2 separate regions of the Mus musculus genome follow, and region 2 is linked to region 1. Evidence: chromatin contacts called from public promoter capture Hi-C data. All regions are on one chromosome and are shown on one strand. The core of a region is the stretch at or near the end of the contact, and the rest is flanking DNA. Distances in the headings are between cores, read along the strand shown.

Region 1 (5,673 bases), core at 888-3,387:
GACTAGTAACATTCAAAACAGAAAGACTAAAGGAATGCAATTATGGTCTTAACTTTCACAACTGCCTGTGCTGAGATGATGTTTCTGTGATTCCTCTGTGATACCAGCTACTGCTTTGCTAGAACTGCGTACATGCATGTTGGACAGCAGAGAATATGTGAGTTGTCTAGGCAAAGAGAGAGACTCCAAAATTCCCAATTACCTCCCTGTTCTCCTTGTTATTTACCTAGTATTCTCCTGTCCCTTGGGGCTTCACTTTTGTTTTGCCTGGTAGGAGCCTAACTAAATTGGTTAGGTGCCACATGCTGGCTTCAGTTTGAGGATAAGCTGTTTACAGCTTCTAGTGAGGGAAGGAATGATTAATTAGTAGATTCTATCCTGCGCTGAAACTATTTGAATGGAAATCTCGAAAAACCAAGAAAAAAAAAGTAAATATCTTCTTAGAAGAAATGTTTAGAGGATTTTTTAACTTTGTCTACTAACTATACTTCTATACTTGAAATTTAGCAATGCTACTTTCTTGGTCTTTTTCTTTCACCGTTGTTTAAAGATCATAAAATTATTTTTATCACTCTGGGTCATTTTTTGACAAAAAATACTTATTCTATACTTCTTTCAGACATAATTTTCCCACATAGTAATTGGTTTTATAACGTTACTTTAGATCGAATGTCAATAGGAAACTTTACACTAAACCTGTTTTTCAACCACCACAGAAGCTGCCCAACACCCATCTGAAGCACAAATTAAAGGGAGAGCTGGATGCAGTGGGCTAACCTATCAAGACATAGCTATCACTTCGCCATGCCAGGCAGTCAGATTGACCCAGACAATTTGGGGCTTGAGCCATCTAGAAATCTGGGTAAAGTGGGGCATGGCTCAGGTATCTGCCCTTAGCACCTTGAAGATTTTGGAGTCTTTCTTTGAAACTGCTTCTCTATAGCACACAGGCAGTACACACACCTTATACAATTATATCACATCCGGCTAAACAATTATGTTGGGAAACTAGGATTCCCGTTACCTTCTCGGAAAGCCATGTCTTCTGCACTTATTTCTTGGAGAGAAAGATCTTTGATGGCCTGGTGAACAACGAAGAGGTTCTCTTCTGGGTTTTCTAGGGAGAAACACAAGCAATGTAACATTTCCAACACATATGGTTAAAGGTTCACAAATCATTGCATTTTTCTGATTCCTTTAAATTTGATTGCATTTGTTTAATAATTAGTTTCCACAATGATAATATCTCCATACACACATACATATATATATGTATATTATATATACATACACACACACACACACACACACACACACACATATATATATATATATATATATATTAGATGGATTAGGATCTCTTTAGGATCTTATAATTCTGAGTTCCCTTTTTTTCTCTTTTTTTGCACATTAGTTCTATGTAACCAGCAATGGACCTGTGGTTCTAACCATTATAGCAGTAGTTACCATTGGATTACCATTTAGAAATTATGTAACAACTCAATAAAGGTGGCTGCTTTTATTCTGTTTTCTTTCAGTGAAAACAATCAGGGGTTCAGAAGAGAAAACAGCAGAATTGCAGAGCTATCAGACAAGCCTGAGTTATGAATCAGTATGATAGAAAGCCCCTATTGTGTATAGGGACTGTATTTCTTGGGTTCAGCTTATTTATGTGATATTAGTTAATACATATATTTTTGAAAAGCTTGTAAGTCGAAACAATTAAACTGAGAAAAAGAAATACTTTACCATTGAGGATCTTCTCATCTTCAGGCCCTTTAGGAAGTATGTTCCCTTTAGTGTTTCCAGTTTCTTCTTGATTTTCTTTTGCAGGTAAATCTTCAAGACTGGGTTCAACCTTGTAGTATGCCTGGGTCTCATCTGCATCAGTTGTCTCCTGCCTGGTTTGACTGCTAGGCTGTTGGCCATTCTCAGGTGGTCTGTCCCCATTGCACTCTGTCCCGCTCAGTGTCTCAGGAGTATCTGTCATGATGTTCACTGAGGTCTGATTTAAGGACGCAATGAAGAAAGCAAGCTCTTCGATAAGCTCTAATGCTGTGGTTCCTACAGTTCGAAACCAACTCTCAGTCTGACGTGCAATAGCAAGATTCCTCCGAAAGGTTTTCAGGGCTCAGAATGAATATGATAGGGTTTGTCAGTTTGGTAACCAGCCCGGGAGCAAAACCCAGCCAATCAGCAACATCCCCACCACCTCGCAGCTCCAGTCTCAGAATTAGTGTTGCCTTCAATTTGCATAAACAAGCAATCTGAAGCAATCAGGCTTTTGTGTTAGCATGCAAAGGGGGACTTGCCGCTTGTCAGTCCCCCTCTGGGAACAGAGATTTTTGTCCCTCTCCATAATGGCCCATTGTAATTTTCCTTGTAACAGGAGCCACAATTGTTCCCAGGCTTTAATCCAGAGAGAATGACCACCTTGAGGCACATTAGTTCTGTGTAACCAGCTTAACATTTCCGAACAGATTTGGTTCGAGTAAAACCTCAGCTATTTTGTAGGAGACAATGGCATCATTTCTCATCTATTAAAGACTAAAACCAGCTTTTCAAGGACCTGTAAACATGACAACTTGATTGTAAACGGCTTTGGCAACTGATTTCATAGTGTGCTCTCAGGAAGCTGATTTTCCAGTCCCCCCAGGTCTACAGACACCCACCCTACCCATTAAAACACTGGTGTAATTTTCCCTTGAAGTTATCCCTTGCTCCAATCAGAATTATCCTTTGCATTTCATAATGATATTTGTGATGCAGTCTGTTGGCCAGTCATTGGCTAAAACTAGGCTGCTGCTCACTCCCCTGCCCTTTAATAGGATACATTCTTTCTTTTTTCTGGATGGCTCAGTCCTTCCCCAAGATCAAGTCTTTTGTCTGAACAATGTCTCTGAGTCTTTAATTTCTGGCTAATGTATCATTCCTTTAATGATTCCCTCCCTAACCAACATTTTTCCCTCCAGAGTTTAATTGCTTATGATTAACTTAAGTAACTAATTTTACAGTGATGGCACTTTACCGACTCAAATCTAAACTTCGCCTGAGCAGTGTAAAGGGAGCTCACTTTTGTTCTCAGCATGCACCACTCACCTTGCCTTCGGCAGGCAAACCATCCTGGAAGACATGAAGAGATTCTAAAGAGAAACATTCGCCCTTCCTTTCGATTATCAGACTATTGGACAGTAGACCCCAAGGAACTGGAACTACCTCAGAACTTTCATGCTGAAATGAAAACATGACTGATGAAGCCTGGTGCCAGCCAGAGAAGGCACTTGTCTCCCAAGAAGAGTTTTCATACAATTCTGGAAAGTTATCAGACCATCTTGCAGGAGGCACTGGAACCATGGTGGGTAAAAACCACACCTTGGCCAAAACTACTTAGCAGGAGTTAGGCATGGGTCTTGCCACCCATTTAACTCAAAGGTCATGTTAGCACCTGAAGATGAACTTGGAGAGATGACTAGATATTTTTTCCCCTCCCACATTGAACAATTCTTTCTCAGCTTTTCATCACATGTGACTCTTGGGTCTAACTGATGACACTACTGCACAACAACTCTGCCAACAGGCATTTGATTTTTAAAAGTGAGTAAACTTTAAAGAAGTGAGTAAATCTCTTCCACCAAGAGAATACATTTGAGGGCATTTTTATAGTAATCAAGAATAGAAATTGGGGGAGGGGGTGCTTGTAAATATGTCACCTTCAAAATTGTGCCTAAGAGGGCTGAAGAGACAGCTCAATGATTAGAACACTGGCTGTTCCTCCAGAGGAACTGAGCCACAATTCCTAGCTCCCTCTCACACAGTTGTTCAAAACATCTGTAATAGCAATTTCAGATGACCCAACTACCTCTTCTGCTGGAAACAGCCATAGAAATGGTTCACATAAAAACAGGCAAAATACCCATCTACCCATAAAAAATTTTACATTCCATCTAAAGATGACTCCATTTGATTATATGTCAGAGGCACCAAATACATGTCCCTGTGACATCATCTGCTCAATCCTGATCCAGGAAAACATCTCTAACAGAGATTGTGACCCCCTACCCTGTCATCGCCAGCTCTTCTCTCTCTAGCACACTGACTATTTGCTCAGTCTACGTAGGATGCTACATAGTTGGTAAGCCCACTGATGAAATGGGGTGATGGAGGGTGGGGCTTTGAGTTCAGTGGAGACTGTCTCACCTCAGGAAGGGTTTAACTTATGAGTTAGGGAGCCAGAATCTCACAGCCACAGAAAAATTTCAGAGTCAGTAGCTCCACATTTTATCTTGAGAGTCTGAAGAATGAAACTAATGGATTGCCGAGGGTGAGTTTGGGAATGTTTATGGAGAACATAAGAGAAAGAGAAAAGGCAGGGGTCCTGTGTAGCTGGAGCTGAACCAAGGGAAGTGTAAAGATCATTGAGATGCTAATCTATGGAGTTTTTACAGAACTAATTGTAGAAACTAGGGGAGGTGTTCAACCCAGTCGGTCCACCCATAATGTGTCTTCTCTCGCCTTTAGACATATCTTACATTCAGCTTCTAGGCACAGGTGCTGATTAAGGGGAAAAATAAGCAACCATGTACCAGAACTCCCTCTGGCATGTCTGGACACAGTGAGGACAGAACTGCAGACAGGACCAAGGACATTTCCAGCTTTCAGTCCAGAAAAAAGAATTAGATCTGTTCACTCACAGAGTCTCTGGCCCTAAATTAGTTGAATGGGTGTTTCTTTCTTGCTCCTATCAGCTGTAATGGCACATGCCATCCCTGGCCTTTGCACAGATGTTTGTATTGACCACAGCTCCTACAGGGATCCATCATCAATCACCTTGGCATATGTGAGAATAGTAGCCACTAGAGGGCAGCAGAAGGCCAGAGGCAGTGCCAACCCAGGAGGCACACAAGAGCTGCTGGAGACAATGAAGGGTCTGTCCTCACAAGAAATAACCAGTAAGCCTGTAGATGAGAAAATATTGATGGGAATCTGTGAGGGTATACAGAAACTGAATCCAAAGTTCAGGGACAAATGAGAACATATTAAACTCTATGATCCTTAAGAGAAAGAAGTGACTCTTTATTTAATCCAATAACCAGTAGCAAACAGATATACAAATGCTCACATCAGTTTTAAAGGTCCTATCCCCAATCATTCCAAGAGGGTTTTGCCAAGGACATCATTTCAGAATCACAGCAAAACTTACAGATTCTAAACGCATTGTCTTTCCTACTTCTAGGTGTCTATTACCTTTAGCAAGCATAGCATGTGCATGTACCCTGGTATTCATTTAGTTCAGTTTATGTGTCTGTGGTTGTTTTTCTTTCTAACCAATGCTTTAACTATTTGTGGAGTTAGAAGTATTTCAGGGTTGCAGAAAGAAAAAAATTGATAGAGAATTTTGTCAACTTTGGCTGACTAGACTTCACTTCTGTAGGGAATGTTTGGTAAACTGTCATGCAGAATAGTGGACAACAAGTGAATAGGGTATAATGTGCTATTTTCCCTACATATAGGAAGACCTATGAGATACTTTTTGCACCAAGATGATCTAACTATTAAATAAAACATATTATCGTGTCCTTACAGAAGAGAGTAGTCACCCATTTTTTTTATAACAATATATAACCTTCGTAAGTCTATAGCCTTAGTAAGTCTGGACTGGTGGGCTTTTCAGCT
Region 2 (5,673 bases), core at 1,716-4,215, 1.1 Mb after region 1:
TGTCAAATATTTTAATAGATAATATATTTACATATTTTATGTATTGTATACATGTTAGTTATATATAAAATTGATATGAAATACTATTAATAAAATAAATTGTTTATTAATTAAATAATTACTTAAGAAAATGATTAAATAGTAAAATGTCGAAAAATAATTAAGTTCTACAATCAGCATGTCAGAGGTAGCCATGATTTCTTGCTTACTGATGCTATAACACTGGTAAGTTTGTTTGACTAATATTTCTCATTTTAAATGTGATAAGTCTCTGTGAATGTCTTATAGTGGATACATTTATTCGTATTTAAATAGTCTCTTCTGTTTATATATATATATATATATTTTTAAAAAAACCCTACCTTCCCAAGTAATTCCAAATACTGCCAAGTTAAAAACTTGGTTTTCATTTGTTTGTTTGAGTGAGGGTTTCATGAAGCCAAGGCTGTCCTGAAACTTACTATGTGTAAAAAAGTGAAGGATGAACTTCTGAGCTAGAGCCTCTGCCTCCCAAGTGCTGCAATTATAGGCATGTAACCTACTCCTGGTCCAAAGGACACTGTTAGGTGAGAGAACTCAGTTGGCAAAGCCAGCTGAGATTCTGTGGGCAGAGGGTGTGACCTTTGGAACAATTTCAGTTGTACTCAGGGTCAAAGCAACAGGTATGAAAAAGCAGAGTTCTTCCTGTACACTGCTTCTGGGAAAGGAAAGGCCAGCATATAAAGAGGGAGGCTAAGCAGAAAAAACCAGATATTTGGGAGCCTACGGGAGAAGCTCGGGGGGGGGGGGGGAGAGCATATAAAAGGCACCCTGAGAAAGTATAAGCAACAGAGAAAAGTCCTGTTGGTGAGAGTACTGTTGTGCGCTTGGTTGCACAGTGGGAGTTGAGCAGATAAGAGGGCCAGGACCCAGGGCCTCTCATCAGATTCCCAGAATCTTAAGATCTCCTGCAAAGTGGAGGGATCCTCAGGAAGACAGACTTGACATCAGAAACGAGGCAGATGTGGGAGGGGCTCTCTAGGAGAAGTTAAGAAAAACATTTCTCCACTAAATGTAAAAAGTAATACTGAATGACAAATGAGTTAGGGGACATCCATTATTCTTGATGGGTTTCAGCAACATTTTATTCACTGACAATGGAAATGACATGTAGGTTGCACATATAAAAACAATAGAAAATTATTTGACAGATATGCGTTTTGAGAAAGATACAAAAGAAAATAATTTTTAGAGTAAAACCAAAATTGTTTTTTTTCCCCCTTCCTTCTATGAAGGACGAAAAAAAGAGACCCATTTTCTCCTTTGAGTAGGCAAATATTACATTCATTTAGTATTACTTAAATTAAGAACAAACAAATTATTGGTATCTTGACTATACATTTAAAATATCTTACTTATCTTTTCATTTTAACTTTTTCCATTCGATGAACAAACACACAATAGCAAGAAAACAACAACAAACACAAGAAAAACTCAAAAGCAGGCAATTTTCCTAATGACAAGCCATGAGATATCTTTTCCTCCAACCTTAATGTTTGCTTCTAAAATATTTAAGTGGTACATCCACATGCTCATGCATTTTGTTCTACAGTCCAATCCTGCACGGAACTGTCAATTAAAATCAAGTTTACAATAAGTACCAAGGAGATTCATTTTCCAAGCAAGTTGCCATATTAACATTTCTTAGGCTATATTTTATAGCATAAAAGCCAAAACATGCCACCCAATTAAAATTCAGAATGTAAATTAGATATATAGAGCTTGCATACACAATAATCTGCTTCTCACAACAAAATATTTGTAATGTAAAATTCCTATCAGCTTTCCCCACAAAATATAACAAGGAAAATTAATATCCCTTATTGTGAAGGGAGATAGTATAATATTTTTTTCTTTTTACTAAAGAGGATATTATGAAAATAACAAAGCCACCAAAAGAAGAAACATGAATACATCGGTGGCTATATGCTAGAGTGGTACTATTTTTAAAATATGTTATGAAGCAATATCATGTGTAAAAGTTCCAGATTAATAGCTACCATCTAATTATGAACATCACTCATCAAAAATAATTAGCACGAGCAAACTAGCACAAAATGATTTAAAATGAAAGTAGAGCACTCATTATTAAAGGTCAAGATTTGGGTGCGAATGCTCCCCTGTCCCAATTCATCATTTCCTTACCGATTTTAGTATTAATCTGGAAAACTGCCAGAAAGCAAAAATCCATCATTTGTAATCTATTTTTTTCTTTTTGAGAAATCATTGGGATGAATTCTGGCACTTCTCCAGCCTCAGACAAACTGGGAAGAGCATGCACCTGCCAAGCTCAGCACAGAAAGCACATAGTCCAAGAGGGAGGGGCGGAGGAGAGATCAGACTTGCTGTTTTGGGAAGCAGAGAACTCATTCTGTTGCGGGCTGGTCCTTTAGTACAACCCCACTCAGTTTCCTTACCAAAATACCACGTGCAAGAAATCCTGTTTTCGTTGGGAGGGGTTATAGGCTGGAAGAACCAAAAATCAGAGGAAATGTAGACTCAGGGAAGGGGGAGTGGTTGGAGAAAGAATTCAAGTGACCCTGTGACGTCAGGAAGAAGCAGAGATTTAAGGAATGGAGTGGAAACTCACCGGGCTGCACAGATCTCAAAGGTCAAAATGCATATAGCCTCGCATGCTCCCCAGATGCAGGAAAAATGAAACGCCCACTCCTGAGCTTTCAATGTAAAGTAGAAGTCCGGGGGCTCAGTTGTTTCTGCCTTTGACGCTGGGGACAAGCCCTACCATGCAGAGTCTTGGCAATACTCAAAAGCAAGACCCGCCCGATTTCAGAGCCCTCTCCCGGGAATCCCCTAATACTCCTTCCCCCCACCCCCTCCCGCGCCGGAGGCTACAGACACCTTCATCTTCACTCCCCACCTTCTCCTGGCCCTCTAGCTCTTAACAGCATCGGTCTCCATGGCGACCTGAAACCGCAGCTCCCATTGGCTCGTTCAATATGAGGGCCGGGCCAATGGGGAGGGCCGGCCCTCTCCTTCCGCCCAATGGGGCGGGCGCGGAGCCTGTCTGGGGACGGCAGCGTGCTGACGTTCCCGGGTGCCGGGACTGGCCGGGCGGGCGGGCGGGCTGGCGGCGGGGCGGCGGCCTCTGAGCAGTCTAGAGGGCTCCGGGGCTGAGTGCGCGTGGACGCCGGCCGCGGCGGCGGCACTATGGGCACGGGGTAGAGGCGAGCTGCCGCCGCCACCGGGGTGGTGGGAGAGCCTCTTCGGGGGAGGGGGCGGGAGGGGAGGGAGGGGAGGGCAGCGGCGAGGCTGCCGCACTTCGGCCAGTTTGCTCCGGTGCCGCAGCGGCGACCCTTCGGCGTGGATGTCCCTGGTCCCTGGAGCGACGACGGCCTCCGCCTGAGCTGGAAAGTAAGTGCGCGGGGCTGGCGGGAGGGCTCGGGGCTCTGGGGTGCTAGCTGCCCAGAGCGCGTCGAGCCGGGACCTGGCGGCGGCCAGGCGCCCCCCGCGGCTCCCTGGCTCGGATCTCTCGGTCCCCGCCGCGTGCTCCGCCATCCCGCCCGCCTCTCCCCTCCCCCCGGCGGCGCACAACTTTGCCCCGCACAGCTCGGCGCGGCCGCTTTTCCTCCCGCACCGCGCCACCGCTTCTCGAACTTGAGCCCCGAGGCTCCCGCGCGCCGTCGTGCCCGGGACCGGCCGTCTGTGTGTCCGTCCCTCGCTCCACCGAAGCAACCGCCAGCCGTGCCTCCCACGCTCGCCCGGCGTGTCGCCCGGGCCCCCAGAGCAGCGCTGGTGCCCGTGACGACCGCCCGGAGGGTCCAGGGCTCCCAGCTTGCAGCTGCAAACCGCACGCTCCTCCCTAGCGGGCGCCCCAGCCTTAAGGCTCCAGGCTGCCCTCCCGCGCCGCACTGCCTCCTCGCGCTGCCAGGAGTTAGAGCGAGCAGCTGCACCCAACGGAGGGTCGTGGGTCCCTGTCCCCTCTTACTCCTTGGGAAACGAGAGGGCGAGCGGCGGGACCGGGTTTTGGCGGCATAGTGACTGAGTGCGACACCCGGCGAGCGCGGGCAGCGGAGGCGCCGCGGTTGCTCCGGGCGCCGCGATAGGCAGGTGTGTGCGTCCAACGGGCGACGCGCGCTGCCAGCTTGTAGGCTGGCGACAGATTGTGCTGGAATGCAAGGAATGCACCAGGGACAGAGTCCGCACGGGCCGCGGCCGCACTAGCGCCTTCCCGGCCCTGATCTCGCCGCGTAGCCAGAGGTCACGGCGCATCTTCAGAGCTGGTAAGCCTCGTTCACTCTCCTGCCTCCGCTTCTCTCCCTGCGGCAGAGGGCGGTGGAGAGGGAAGCGCGGTAGTTTTCTTGGGGCTCCAGCCTATGGTTCTGGATTTTTTGCTGCATTGGTCTCCAGGACCGTGAATTTAGGTGTCAGTGTACCCAAGGTTATTATTGATCGTTGCAGAAGGCTCTTGGCAAGTTTGCTTTTGCAAGATTTGGATAGTGCGTGGTTTTTTTTTTTTTTTTTTTTTTTAACCAGGGTTTTCTGAATACCAGCAGAGACAGGGCCGAATGTTCTTGAGTAAGCTTGCAGCCAACATCTTTTAGCTGTATCAGAAAATGTCTTTTAGTGCTCCAGGTCCGGGGTGTATTGCAAGAGATCTTGAATGCATCACTGCTGTCATGAGGATCGGAATATTTTCCATCGTCATACTGGGCTGTGTTTAGGCCTCGTATAATACATAATGAATAGTAACAGAGCAGCAGTGTTTGGCCAGCGATGGGACAGATAGAACTGTCTGGTACAGTTAAATTCGGGGCGTGTAAGTTACCACTGCAAGTAACCCGGGGACATCACAGTCATGTATATTTCAATATGTAATTTATTAGTGGAAAGCGCCATTTCTTTCTTTGTCACTCAGTTTAACTGAATAAAAAGCACAGTCCTACAACTTATAAAGATTGGTAAATATGTATAAAATTGGTAACGACTAGTATACATTTCCTTCCTTTCTTCCTTCCTTCCTTTCTTTCTTTCTTTCTTTCTTTCTTTCTTTCTTTCCTAAATTAATACAGAAAAGCAAAATTTTGACAGATGCTCTCCCAGAACCAGGGTTAGGTTTTTGCTTTTGAGAAAGTAGAAGAAATTGTCTCTTTTTAAATGGAGTATATCCCATGGAGCATTTCTGATACCTAAGAAACAGTTGTGGGAAATGGTATGGTGAAAGCAAGAACAATGTCTGGAGGAAGTGTTTCTGGCTGAAGGCATACGGTGTGTGCTTCCATTCCACAGTCTGCTTTGAAGGTTGCTGGCACTAGACAACCTTCTGCATTTGGTTATTTTCCCTCAGATTCAGGAAAATAAGCCAGTAGTTCAACCAGTCACCTGTCTTCTGACCCCTACTTTGCATGCATCAAGGGCATTGAAAAGTCTGCAGGCATTTTAGTTAAGACCCAAGGGAGAAGAAATGATAGGTTGTGTCTTCTGGCTTGCTACATTGTTTTTCAGGTATGCCTGTAGTCAGTGAACCTTCTAATTTAGAGGTTTAATTCCCCTACAGTAACAATGCAGAGGATTTGGGGAGTTTGTAAATGGCTACAGGAAACTTTTATTATGTAACGATACATTATAACAGTTTAACTCTTGGTTGTTTAATTTGACATGAAAATTAGAAAGTTA

What was found. Promoter capture Hi-C pulls out the DNA fragments that hold promoters and counts their contacts.
Region 2: a contact with region 1 is called in a promoter capture Hi-C map of hippocampal neurons, with 2.1 times the contacts expected there. The contact joins the promoter of Ccdc148 here to the promoter of Ermn in region 1. A contact is called at or near these places in 2 of 39 promoter capture datasets (cranial neural crest and hippocampal neurons) and 1 of 115 datasets of contacts at active chromatin or transcription factors (large pre-B cells).

Annotation. Positions count from the first base shown.
Region 1 is chr2:58,050,727-58,056,399 of GRCm38.p6, forward strand. Ermn (ermin, ERM-like protein) reads right to left here and starts at 2,138. Exons shown (of 3, transcript NM_029972.4): 1 at 1,750-2,138; 2 at 1,025-1,117. The coding sequence starts at 1,990.
Region 2 is chr2:59,157,718-59,163,390 of GRCm38.p6, forward strand. It overlaps Ccdc148 (coiled-coil domain containing 148), which reads right to left and starts at 2,966. Exons shown (of 15, transcript NM_001372501.1): 1 at 2,630-2,966. It overlaps Pkp4 (plakophilin 4), which reads left to right and starts at 3,133. Exons shown (of 22, transcript NM_026361.2): 1 at 3,133-3,411.